Regions from separate parts of the Mus musculus genome. Here all the other regions are linked to region 2. The links are chromatin contacts, called in public HiChIP or PLAC-seq maps. All regions are on one chromosome and are shown on one strand. Each heading gives the region's core, a stretch centred on a gene start, on an enhancer-like site or on the middle of the called end of the contact. The rest is flanking DNA. Distances are from core to core; before and after follow the strand shown. Region 1 holds the start of Bicral (BRD4 interacting chromatin remodeling complex associated protein like). Region 2 holds the start of Polh (polymerase (DNA directed), eta (RAD 30 related)). Region 3 overlaps Capn11 (calpain 11).

Evidence for each region. HiChIP or PLAC-seq counts read pairs in DNA pulled down with a chosen protein or histone mark.
Region 1: an H3K4me3 HiChIP or PLAC-seq map of bone marrow-derived macrophages shows a contact between it and region 2, with 4 times the contacts expected there. The contact joins the promoter of Bicral here to the promoter of Polh in region 2. A contact is called at or near these places in 3 of 39 promoter capture datasets (hippocampal neurons, liver and pre-B cells), 1 of 484 Hi-C or Micro-C datasets (cortical neurons) and 1 of 115 datasets of contacts at active chromatin or transcription factors (bone marrow-derived macrophages).
Region 3: an H3K4me3 HiChIP or PLAC-seq map of bone marrow-derived macrophages shows a contact between it and region 2, with 4 times the contacts expected there. The contact joins the enhancer-like site here to the promoter of Polh in region 2. A contact is called at or near these places in 1 of 39 promoter capture datasets (neural stem cells), 1 of 15 datasets of contacts at CTCF or cohesin (the NIH/3T3 cell line), 3 of 115 datasets of contacts at active chromatin or transcription factors (the 230-238 cell line, bone marrow-derived macrophages and pancreatic cancer cells) and 1 of 9 other capture datasets (liver).

The regions. Positions count from the first base shown.
Region 1 is chr17:46,829,041-46,833,133 of GRCm38.p6, forward strand. It overlaps Bicral (BRD4 interacting chromatin remodeling complex associated protein like), which reads right to left and starts at 2,373. Exons shown (of 11, transcript NM_001100452.1): 1 at 1,911-2,373; 2 at 1,025-1,073; 3 at 872-940. The coding sequence starts at 1,951.
Region 2 is chr17:46,200,334-46,204,315 of GRCm38.p6, forward strand. It overlaps Polh (polymerase (DNA directed), eta (RAD 30 related)), which reads right to left and starts at 2,308. Exons shown (of 11, transcript NM_030715.4): 1 at 2,064-2,308. It overlaps Xpo5 (exportin 5), which reads left to right and starts at 2,478. Exons shown (of 32, transcript NM_028198.3): 1 at 2,478-2,692. The coding sequence starts at 2,588.
Region 3 is chr17:45,627,964-45,632,238 of GRCm38.p6, forward strand. Capn11 (calpain 11) reads right to left here. Exons shown (of 22, transcript NM_001013767.2): 19 at 4,046-4,124; 20 at 3,825-3,938; 21 at 2,763-2,821; 22 at 2,241-2,648. The coding sequence ends at 2,622. Among named protein-coding and RNA genes, the nearest start is that of Gm52283, 3.2 kb to the left of the region's middle. Within about 2 kb of position 2,143, at least 116 of the 459 cell types and tissues checked have an H3K27ac peak or open chromatin away from gene starts, as enhancers often do. A contact at or near this core is called in bone marrow-derived macrophages, liver and neural stem cells, where this site is marked.

The DNA of each region.
Region 1 (4,093 bases), core at 1,123-3,622, 630 kb after region 2:
TTGAGGTTAGGGCCTGAGTCAGAATCCTAGCACTGAACCTCTTGGCTGGGTAAACCTCTCTGTGCCTTAGCTTCCTTGTCTACAAGACAGAGCTAACGGTAAAACCACTTCCTGCAGGGACTGTGAGCATCAGATGCAGTCTGCACGAGCCCTCCTCACAAGCACATATTACCCCTCAACAGTGTTAGCTACTACCTTATCTTGTTTATAACATTATCTGTAAGTAACTAATCATTAAAAAGTCTCCTTAAAGCTCCTATGACAAGATTCAAAACATTCTTTTTTGTTTTGTTTTGTTTTTTGTTTTTTCGAGACAGGGTTTCTCTGTGTAGCCCTGGCTGCCCTGGAACTCACTCTGTAGACCAGGCTGGCCTTGAACTCAGAAATCCACCTGCCTCTGCCTCCCGAGTGCTGGGATTAAAGGTGTCGCCACCACGCCCAGCTGATTCAAAACATTCTAATGTCACAACACTGGCGTCACTTCATAAGGTTGAAGGCTTAGAAAGCTGGACGTGCTGGGCCAGAGGGACGGCTCAGAGGGTGAAGGCTCACCACAAAGCCTGGGATTTGATCTGTGGGACCTACTTGGTGGAAAGAGACAGCCAACTCAAGGCGGTCCTCCTCCTGATCGATACACGTACACTCAGGCACTCACGCATACGTAACATAGAGGAATGTCAAAAGCAAGAAGAAACTTAAGAGCCTGATTCTATGACAAACAGAGCACTGACATACTGTCATCCAGGTTTTCCCTCTCCTGTCAGTCACAAGGTGAGGTAATGATTCTTTGCACTCTACAGAGGCAATCGAAGCCTCTCTTGTAAGGTTTCCTTGAGACAGAAAGGCTTCAGGTCTGGTTTTCAGCACTCACCGTGGAGTTGGCGAAAATTGAATTAGAATTGGCTGCAGAATACCCTGCGTTCGTCACATCATCGCTGCCCTGCAGAGGGGGAATTCAACATGGCAGTTACTGCAGGGCTTGGAGAGACAAAAGCCGAGCCTGAGACACTTGTCTGTCACTTACCGATTTACTGCTAGGTCCGTGCAGAAAATAGTTCAATGCTTGTGGGTCTCTAGAAAAGAAGGAAGTGAGAGAGTGAAACAAGTAAGTACTGCTACTTCTACGTAAATAGCTGCTGATAGTTATATAAGGCAAAAAGAAACGAAACACTAGCTCCAGTGAAATCTCTCCATTTTAAACCATTTTCTACACTTCTGTCTCTGGGAAGCGCCTACTGCTTCAGTCCTGGGGGGTGAACTTGGACCTTGCCCTTGCTTGGTGAGCTAAAAATAAAACTAAGCAACACCCTGGCCTGCCATCCCCAGACTTACTAAAAAAAATAACAAGTAAAACCAAAAGGAATGGGTTGCTGAGTTATGACCTGTGTGTAAAACTACCTTTCTGTGGCAGTTAAGAGCACTGACTGCTCTTCCTGATGTCCTGAGTTCAAATCCCAGCAACCACATGGTGGCTCACAACCATCTGTATGTGATCTGATGCCCTCTTCTGAAGACAATGACAGTGTACTTTATACATAAAATAAATAAAATCTTATTTATTTGTTTATTTATTTATTTTTGTTTTCTGAGACAGGGTTTCTCTGTGTAGCCCTGGCTGTCCTGGAACTCACTCTGTAGACCAGGCTGGCCTCAAACTCAGAAATCTGCCTGCCTCTGCCTCTGCCTCCCAAGTGCTGGGATTAAAGGTGTGTGCCACCACTGCCTGGTATAACAAAATCTTAGTACAAACAAACAAACACACAAACTCTCTGTGCTAGTTATTGCTGTAACCATGGTAAAGTATTATTTTTTATTTTAAAAGGCCAGGAGCTTAAGATAGCTACAGAGCTCTTTCTACTCCTCACACCTCACACGAGCGGTCCACCCTGGGCCCCACAGGAGCATCTTACCCAATAAGATCGAGGAGACAGGAGTCATCGTCATCATCCATGACAACTGCAAGGAGAGAGGGAGGGAGGCAGTGAGTCGGAGCAGGGCGGCCAGCAATATGGATGCAGTGGAGCACGCTGAGCCTCCACACAACTGTCAGCACGGGAGCTTTCCCTAGTCACCTATCAAGCCTACCATGGGAAAAATGTTGTGGCTGGTGGGCACAGTGTCATTTGCCAGTAGTCCTGGCCACTCAGGTAGGACTCAGTAAGGAAGGGAACTTGAGTCCAAGAGTTCAAGGTCAGCCTGGACAATAGCAAGACCGCAGCTCATAAGTAAATAAACAAATAGCCAAGCAAGCCAGACACACTGGCAAACACCTTGATCCCAGGAGTTGGAAGGCAGAGACAGGAGGATCAGGAGGTGAAGGCTACCCTTGCCTACATGACAAGGTTGAGGCCAGCCTGGGCTACATGAGACCCCATGTCAAAAACAAAAAACAAAAACAAAAACAAAAACAAAAACAAAAGGTGCCAGGCGTAGTGGCGCACGCCTTTAATCCCAGCACTCGGGAGGCAGAGGCAGAGGCAGGCGGATTTCTGAGTTTGAGGCCAGCCTGGTCTACAAAGTGAGTTCCAGGACAGCCAGGGCTACACAGAGAAACCCTGTCTCGAAAAACAACAACAACAACAAAAAGGTAGAAATATGTGAAATTAACAGTTACTTGAATACATTTTTGACTTAAATTGTTTCTCCTATAAATCAGTTTCAACATAGAGGTCCAAAGAGTTTAGACACATCTAAGATAGCTGCAGCCACCGGCCACATGCAGATTCCCGAGAGAGACCATGAAGGAGGACTTATGCCATCAAACGTAGAATGAGTAAGGGCAGAGACAAAATTTTGCTTTAGGAAAGCTCTCAGATTCTGAAGTCCTTCAGGGTTGTGACCGGATGCGTCTAAACACTGAGAGCAACTCCGACTTCTCAACGTATTTTGGTGATCTTTGGGAAGGCAGAATGCGGGTTCTCCCCACATTTGGAGACAGACCAGGAGGCCCTGTGGTGCAAGCCATACAGGCTCTGGTCGTGGGCCTTGGGTGCTTCCCAGTGCAGAAATACTGTCCAAGTTCAATGCCGAATAGTCCATAGCTGGACCAGGAATGTTTAAAGTAGAAACTGCAGCCCAAGTTCTCCCCACTGCAGCTCGGAGCTCCCTCTCTCTGCCTGCAGCAGCCACAAGCATGGCCAGCACAGCTCTGGCCCAGACTGTAACAACTGAACAAATTCCAGCCGTGGTTCTCCCCCGAGAGCCAGTCAACTTACACTAGTGACCCGACACCTGGCAACCCTGCTTCTCACCCATTTCAAGCCATGCGTGGAATAATTTACATCACAGAACACCAGGGCCAAGAGTTCTGGAGCAGTTGGAAAGGGCAGTTGTGAACGGCAGTTGGACGCAGGAATGAAATCCTGAAGAGATGCCCAGAGGAGGGGCATACCCAGAAAAGGCAGAGGGAAGGGTGAGTCTTAAGGAGAGATTTTTCTCTGTTCAAACTTCCTTCTCCCATTAGTTCCTCCAAACCAATCATAAGGCCTAACAGCTGTGGTATTCCCTCCTGCCACGGGGAAGGACACTTTCTCTACTCTAGAAGAATGTGGAAGGGTAAGTTTCCTGATGTGGGACCCTCCTGTAGGTGGCTGGATTCGAAGGGTTGCGGAGTGACTGGGCTGATTATAATCCACTGAGCAGAGTGCAGGGTGGGGAGAGAGGATGGGTGAGGGAGAAGGAAGGAGAGTGGGATACATGAAGCAGAAGCTGTTGGCTACTGAAGCTAAGAGCAGCCAGCCATGAGAAATGGGCTCTTTAGGACCCAGGCAGGAGTCATTTGAGGTCACATTGGCACCAATGTTCCTGCACACATGACTTTTGAAAACAAGACTGGGAAGGAAACAGGAAAACTATCATCAACTGGGTATGCTGGATTTGTTACACAAGCCAGGCATGGTGACGAGGTGACATCTGTATTTTCAGCCCTTGGGAGGCAGAGGCAGAAGGCCTGATGCAAGTTTAAGGACAGCCTGGTCTACCTAATGAGTACCAGGACAGCCTAGGCTACATACGAACCTGCCTCAAACAAATGCCACAAAACAGAAGCTATGTCCTGATTACAAGCATTAGCCACAGCTCATGTCATTATAAA
Region 2 (3,982 bases), core at 1,058-3,557:
TCATCCATCACGGAGAAATGAAAATTAAAACCAGAGAACAAAACACCAACAATGTACATCACTACGGGGAGAGGACCAAGGAGTATTCTAGTTGATTGGCAGATCTCAAACATAGATTTAGGGAAAAGAGAAGAAAATGTTCTGTATCAATCAACCTCAGAGTGAAAATATTCAGGAAAAAAAAGCATGCAATGAAAGCACCTGGACACTTCCCATCATTCTCTAAAAGATACAAGTTATCTATTCACACAGTTCCAGGTGTTACAATTTGGAGTATTTGGGGAGTGTTGCTCAACTTTAGAGCTCTTTCCTAGCATTCTCAAGTCCACAACTTTAAACCTTAGCAAGTGTCTCTGTGTGCATGTCTACGTATGTAATGGCATAAATTGGTCATATGCCAGGAAGGGCATCCTGGAATCTGGAAATTCCAAATTATTCTGTGAATTTGGAAAGATAATAAATATATGTAATATCATAGCATTCATGAAGAGTTGGGGGTGTCGGTGAGACAGGGTCTCCCTGAGTAGCTCTAGCTACCCTGTAACTCACTCTGTAGACCAAACTGCCTCCTGAGTACTGGGGCTAAAGGTGTGTGCCACCATAAAAAGCAAATTTCAAATCTTGAAATACTTTTTAGAAACATTTGGCTATGGAGCATGGTGGCACAGATCTTAAGTTCTAGCACTCAAGAGGCTAAGACAAAAAGGTTTGAAGTTCAAGGCCAGACTGGGTTACATAGAAAGTAGGAAGAAAACACAGACACACATAAATGAAGAAGATAATCTAACACTATGTAAATATCCCGTTTCTCTGCAAATTTTCAATAACTATGCAACTATGAATAGATCCGACCTGTGAGGACTACTTTGTGATGTTTAGTGATTTTCTATTTGTGCAATTTCTTTTTTTGTTTTCAAGAATGGTTCTGAATGCCATGTAGTCCAAATCGGCCTCAAAACTTGCTCTGCATCCAAGGATGAGCCCCGAGCTGCTTGCTCCTCCCACCAAACGCTGAGATGACGCAGACAGTCTTAAAGGCTCTCGAGACAATTCCAATGTGCAGTAGCTTTGCATACCAATGGCCTATCACAAATAATACTTTACAGAAACACAGGAAATTCATGATTTAAATACAAGAAACAGGTTATACAGATGAGTGAGCTAGCACCCAACTGTAACTTTAAACAGTTATTTTTCAAATAAACAATCACATTGAAAACAGTGCCAAGCAACTACTACTACAAAGCTGCAAAATTACTGTAAAGAAAATAATTAAGAAGATACTGAATGTTCAAAGCATTAACACCTTACAAATCTCGCCCCTCACCTAAAACAAAATGATCGTACGTTTAGAAACCTTTTACACTTAAGTCAGGCGTCCTTGTGCTCTGGCGTGGCTTTTCTGTAGTACTGGAACAGATAAAGCTAGAAGGTGGCAAATGTATTGTCGCAATCAATACAGGATAAGTACCATATTCAATATAAATATCAGAGGTAAAACTGGAAGCGAAGCTGTGATTTAAGGGCAACAATTTACTAAGTGGAAAAACACCTCCTAAAACATATGCAGGATAAGAGATGATACAGCCTTAAGTCTTTTATGTGTTCCTTTCGTACTTTTATGTATTGGCAAAGTCTGCACAATGCCAAAACGTAAAAGACTACGTAAATTTGGGATGGGTTTTGTTTCGTGAGGCAGGGTCTCACTTTGCAGCTCAGTCTGGCCTCAAACTGGAAGCAATCCTCCTGCCTCAGCCTCCCAGAGGTATAGTTGGGATGCGTTTTCCAACATCTCAGTTCATCCCATTCTGTACAAAAGCACGTTTGGGAGTCGGTCGTGTAGTAAGACGCACGAGAAAATATGGACCAGTGAAGAGGAAGGTTTAAAAATTACAAGAAAAACTCTTTCTACAAGAAAACTCTCCTTAGAGACACTCTTAGAGCCTTCTCTCCCAGTAAGCATGCTTTTCATTTCGGCCCAGTCACCCCCAAGTAAAAGCGACAGCCAAGGCTTCAAAAGCCATCCGATATAGCGATCCCGAGCCGTGTTTTAATGTCCTTACCAAGGCGACACCTGTCAAAACTGCCAAGAGCGAAGCTGCGGGCTCCGGGCGGAGTCCAATGACAGCGTCTAGATGTCGTCGTCGCCTTCCCAGGAGCAAGTGAGTGTAATCTGATAACACAGATCCGAGTAGGTAGCCCTAGGCTCCCGCCGAGCCAACAGCCCTTCCAGCCTGCAGGTTTACGCCCCACAGCAAGCCCAGAGGAAATTTGGAGTTCAGCACCGCGCGCGCCGCGAGGGACGGTTGACGCGCCTGCGCACCGCGGAACTTCCGTTCCCCAGCCCCGCCCCGCCAGGCGCGGCCGTCACCCGAAGCGGCCACTTCCGCGCGCGCATGCGCCGTGGCGGCTCCGGCGCATGCGCAGCGCTGGGTTCTTCCCAGCTCCAACTTCTGGGACTCACGCTCCTCCCTCCCGTTTCCCCACCCCCAGCCCGCCGCGGCCCGGTATCAACGTGTGGTCCCGCCAGGGGAACTGTGCGTAACCTCGTGCTCCCGGGACGCCGGTGGGGTTCCCGGCTCTAGCCATGGAGATGGAGCAAGTGAACGCGCTGTGCGAGGAGCTAGTGAAAGCGGTGACGGTCATGATGGACCCCAGCTCTACCCAGCGCTACCGGCTGGAAGCCCTCAAGGTAGCTGGGGTCCTGGCGGCCTGGGCCTGCCCCGAGAACCCTATCCCAGGCTTCCCTCACGGCCTCTCCAAACTCAGTTTGTCTCCTGCCTATGCGGCCTTTGATCTTCCCACTGCCCGTGGGGAGGGTGGCTTCTGGTCGCGGCCCTCACCTCCTCCCACTTGAGTCTTTTCTTGCCTGCGCGCTTGCCTTTGCATCACACGCAAGGGTCCCTAACTGTTGCACATCTCCTCGCCATGTCTCAGTGGCTTTTTTGCCCACTCCTCACTTCTCTTCACTCTAGATCACACCGCGGTCTCCACCCACGCAGGCTGTGCCGGCTCTGACGCCGGGGCAAACCCCACATTCCCTGGCGTTCCGGGAGCGCACGTGCAAATTCCTGCCCCAGTGCCACCTTCATTCTTCCCTGCTGATCACTCCAGACTTGTGCTGATTCTAGATCCCCGTGTGTCCATTTTCTTACATCCTTACATACCTCTATCTTTCGAGTCTTGGCCATCTCTGGGCTAATTTGTGACGCTCCTTCCTCGTTTATACCTGTGAGATAGTCTCCGGCTGTTTTTGCGCGAAGACGAGCTTTACCACCGGCTTTGCATTTATTTGCACCGGGGCACTTTGGTTTCCTGGAAGTAATTCTCTTGCGTCCCGGGTGCTCTCTGCGCCAGGGTCTAGTTCAGCTTTTGCTATTTGGGAACGCTAATACCTTCAACAGAGCTTCTCTCTATTAGAGTAAGCGCCAACATATAGATGTATGTGGCACAGGATTTGGAATCAAACAACTCTGTTTGCTTTGTCTTTGATTGTGAAGAATTTTACATAGGCAAAGAAACAGAGCACCAGAGTGATCCCGAATAGGCCTGTGACCTAAACTCAGATGATACACAGATTTGCTTGTTCACTGACTCCTCCTGGCACCCTTAGTTTTGAAAGCTAATTCTAGGGGTTGACATTCAACTTGTATGGGTATATCTCTAGCATTTTTTTTTGTACTCTCTTAGATCCAGTTTAGTATTAACATGACTAATATCTAAATGGAGAGTGTCAGTATTACTAATCTAGATTTTCGCATCTTAAAAATACAGCTAAAAGGACAGCAGGTAACCCCTGCTACTGGGAAGACTAAGGCAGGGGATACAAAGTCAGGCAGCTATCAGAGTGACTTAGTAAGACCTCCTCTCTCAGACAAAGTAAGCAGAAGAGCCCTGGGAGATGGCATAGAGGGTGGAGCTTTTGGTGCCTGTTTATGGCTGAGGACTGGAATCCAGGTGGAGGGGAGGAAGAGACTGATAA
Region 3 (4,275 bases), core at 893-3,392, 570 kb before region 2:
ACTGGGATGGAGTCAAAGGAAGAATGGCGTGTCTTGTTTTCTGTATTTTAACACAAACTGTATACAGCTATTGCCGGCAAATACTTACTGATGTCAAGGGTCAAGTATTCTCACTCTGCCTGCTTGTTTATTTACTCGAGACAGGGTTTCTCTGTGTAGCCCTGGCTGTCCTGGAACTCACTCTGTAGACCAGGCTGGCCGAGATCTGCCTGCTGGGATTAAAGGCCTGCGCCACCAAGCCCTGTTTTGGTTGAGACCTTTTGAAAGTTCAAAAGACCTGTTAGTTTTAGAACCTCTCTAAGACTGCCTGTTGGGATGTCCTGCCATCCCTAGGGAGATGAGCTCTGTAGGGAGAGAGTCATGTGGAGAATAGGCTCAGAGGCTCCCTGGAGAGTGTGACTGATCACAAGGCAAAGGAGAGGAAAACAAAGGGCTGGAGGGACAGGAACCAATTCCTCAAGGGACAGTCAGTCGGGTGTGGCCATGAGAGGGGGAAGAGGCAGCTCTGTACAAGCTGACTAAATTGATCTTTAGAGTGACAGAGAAGGGGTAGGGCTGGAGCACTGGGAAAGGATCTCAAAGGATGGCAATCCCAGCTGTCTGCACAGCGTCTGTCCCAGTAGGCTCTGCTCTTCAGGAAACTGCAAACTGTGTATATATAAACAGACGACAGATCAGGTCCATGGTGTGATTTATTTATTTTTTTATTTATTTGTTTTTTTCCGAGACAGGATTTCTCTGTGTAGCCCTGGCTGTCCTGCAACTCACTCTGTAGACCAGGCTGGCCTCGAACTCAGAAATCAGCCTGCCTCTGCCTCCTGAGTGCTGGGATCAAAGGCGTGTGCCACCACTGCCCGGCTCCATGGTGTGATTAAGGGAAGGTTTTTACTGTAGGGACGAGAGAGAGAGAGAGAGAGAGAGAGAGAGAGAGAGAGAGAGAGAGAGAGAGAAGATTGAATATGGCCGGTAGAGAGAGGTGGGAGAAGGAGGGAGACCAGGAGAACACAGGCAAAAGACTGGAGTGGAGAGAGAGAGAGAGAGAGAGAGAGAGTCAAAATAGCAGGGTTATAAGACTGAGCAGGTGTAGGAAGGGCTGAGAGGAGCCAGGATGCAGACATGGACTCTGCAATGTGTAACAGACACGTGTGACACTCAGGGAACTTTGGTATACTAATAAACACCGCAGGTAGCTACTTGTTCCCTCTGTTAGTGATAAGGGGAAAGGCTTCTCTTGGCAGAGGTGGGACTGGCTTCCTAAGTTCCTGACCTATGTTGGCTTTTGTCTAACTGCCAGAATTTGGGGGAATTTGCAGAATTTGACAGAAACCACCGGTCCCTAGGAAGCTGTACACAGAGGCAGGAAGTATCCTGATTGCTCTGTGGAACGAAGGTTTAATCTAAGGGAAGTGGTTTAATCTAAGGGAAGCCTTATCTAGGAGGCTGAGTCACGGGAGGAAGGTCCTATGGTGGCATTATTACTGGCTCTATAAGAGAAGGAAGAGCGAGGACCAGGAAGATGGCCTGCCACTCAAGCCTGATGGTTGGGACCCAGGGATTCACTTTAAAAAGCCAGATAAGGGGGTACGCATCTGCAATCCAAGTCCTGAGATGAGATGGAGAAACACCAGCTGCTCTCAGCCCACCCAGCCAGTCCGGAGCCCGTACAGCAGCCGGAAGACAGACCTCCAGTCGCCTACCAGAAGGGACTCCTCATTGTGTGGTCTACCAGCTGGCTCTTGCAACTAACTGCCTGTCCTTTGATTTGGTTGGTTGGTTTGGTTTGGTTTCCAAGACAGGGCCCTGGCTGTCTTAGGAACTCCCTCTGTAGACCAGGCTGGCCTGAACTCATAGAGATCCACCTGCCTCTCAAGTCTGGGGATTAAAGGCGTTGGTCACCCCCACCACTCCCAACACACACACCTGGAGCTTGTCCTCTGATCTTTGAGACCCCTGCGGTGCGGTCTTTGGAGGAGGGGCAGTTTGAGGGAAAATAGGACAAAGGCACCTCAAAGCCTTGTGGCCTCTTGGCTTTGTCAGCCCCAGGTCAGGCTTCGCTGGCCATTGGCTCAGTGGCGCCCCTCCACCCCACAACGTTCAACGCATCTAAGAGTTCCTAATGTTTTCAAAGCTTGGGGCTGAGCTGCGTTTAACATCCTGTAACCCTGCAGCGCCCCCTAGTAATTTGTAGACAAGCACATTTGCAGAGCCCCTCTTTGGTATTGAAGAATTAAGTGGGAAAATAACCTTGTCCTCTTTATTAGAATAATGTGTACGACGCGGCGCGGGGAGGCGATGGAATTCCTGACAAGAGGGCGGGCTAGGAGGCGGGTGTGAGTTGACAGCACGCGGGAACACTTAAGCTGAAGATTGCCTTCGCCAGAGAAAAACTGGCGGAGAATCCACCTCATTTTTAGTCTAAATACGGCGTGAGAGTGCTCGGGGCGTGGTGGGGGTGGGGGAGGGGGGTGTTGGTGTTCCGGTCAGCCCGGATCAGGGGACCAGAGTAAACACTGTGCCTGGGGCACTGGAGAGCGAGAGCGACAAGGAGCATCCACCATCCTGGCCGGAGCAGGAGCGCCACCGGCGGAGGGAGGAACGAGGGAGCCAGGCTTCGCATCTCCCTACCCCCACATGGTTATTTGCAGCCACTGCAAAGACAGCAGAAAAGAGGAGACTTTCTGCAGAGGATGGAGAGTGGGTGGGACTAGAGGGGAGGGGTTCAGGGTGTGGCCAGACGACCCTTCCCATGCCTTCCCTCTTACCTGGTTAATATCCAAGCAAATAGAACCAGTTTTCTTGGTGTCCATGGATAAGAAGAACGCTGTTTTAAGGATAAGGGCGTGGGGCAGGGGTAGAGGGCGGGGGCGGGGTTAGATCTGAGATGAGGGTTTAAAAGACCCGAAAGGTAGTAGAAAGGTATCCCTTTTTCATCAGGAGTGAATCACAGCTACCCTGGTTAGGAGATGGGTCTGGTTCAGAGCGCTTGGCTCGGACCCATTTACTTTGAATAGAGCCCTGGGAAGAGGAGGGGGGCACTGACTTATTTGTTTTGCACTAATTTATTGTGTGTGAGAGGGGCATGCAGGTGCATATATATGACAGCTTGCACCTGTGGAGCTCAGAGGACAACCTGAGGCTGCTGATGCTCGCCTTCCACCACGTGGGCCCTGGAACTGAACTCAGGTCTTCAGACTTGGTAGCAAGCACTCTTATATGCTGACTCATCTTGCTCCCTATTGTTTTAACCCAGAGTCTCACTAAGTAGCCAGGGTTGCCCCAAACTTGTGATCCTCCTGTCTCAGCTTCCCAAGTTCAAGAATTATAAATATGGGCTTTTTTTTTTATCGTTGGGACAATCTTTTCATATTTATTTATTTATTTGTTTGTTTGTTTATTTATTTATTTATTTATTTTTGAGACAAGAGTCTTCTGGCTGACCCAGGCTGGCCTCAGGCTCACTCTGTAGCTGAGGATGACTTTCAACTCCTGATTTTTCTGCCCCCATCTCCAGAGTGTTGGGGTTAAAGGTGTGTGTCACCACACCAGGGCTTGGTCCAGCTAGGCAAAAACACCCTACTAACGGGCTCCATCCCCACCCCCTGGGGCAGAACGGTGACTGTCCATATCATATTTTCTAGAGAAGGAAATGGGAGTACAGACAGAAGTCACAGCCCCAGCACGTTGTGGACTTGAACTTGGGTCAGGTGTGTGCTCTGTCTGTGTGGGAGAGGTTCTGTTAGCAACAGACCTCAGGATGAATGGATGTGGGAGCAAGGCAGCTAGCTCTCCTGGCCTAACCAAGAGGGGGCAGGTGCCTCACTTACCAAACATGGCCTTGAGCCTCAGGAAACAGTTGAGGAAGCTGTCAAAGTCCACAATCATGTTATCCGAGTACCTGGCAACGACTACCTCGGTCACTCTGTTGTTCATCTTGATGCCTAGGGAACAGATGTGTGTGTGTGAGGGGTTGGGGGGGGGGGGACAGTAAGGGCAGAGTTCAGGTCTGGACACAACCTCCCGGCTCCTGGCCCCTGCAGGGCGCCACCTGCTTTCTCTATTGCCAGGCGCATCTCATAGGAGTTCAAGTTCCCTGAGCGGTCCTCATCACACTCTTTGAAGATTTCCTGAAGACAGACAGAGACGTCATCAGGTCACGGTGGTTGAAAAACAGAATACTCAAGCATGACTGGCTTATGACATCTGCCCTAGACTCTGGGGCTTCCCCCTGCCCCCTCTGATCAGCCACTTGGATCTCTAATGTTCCTGCCTTCTAGC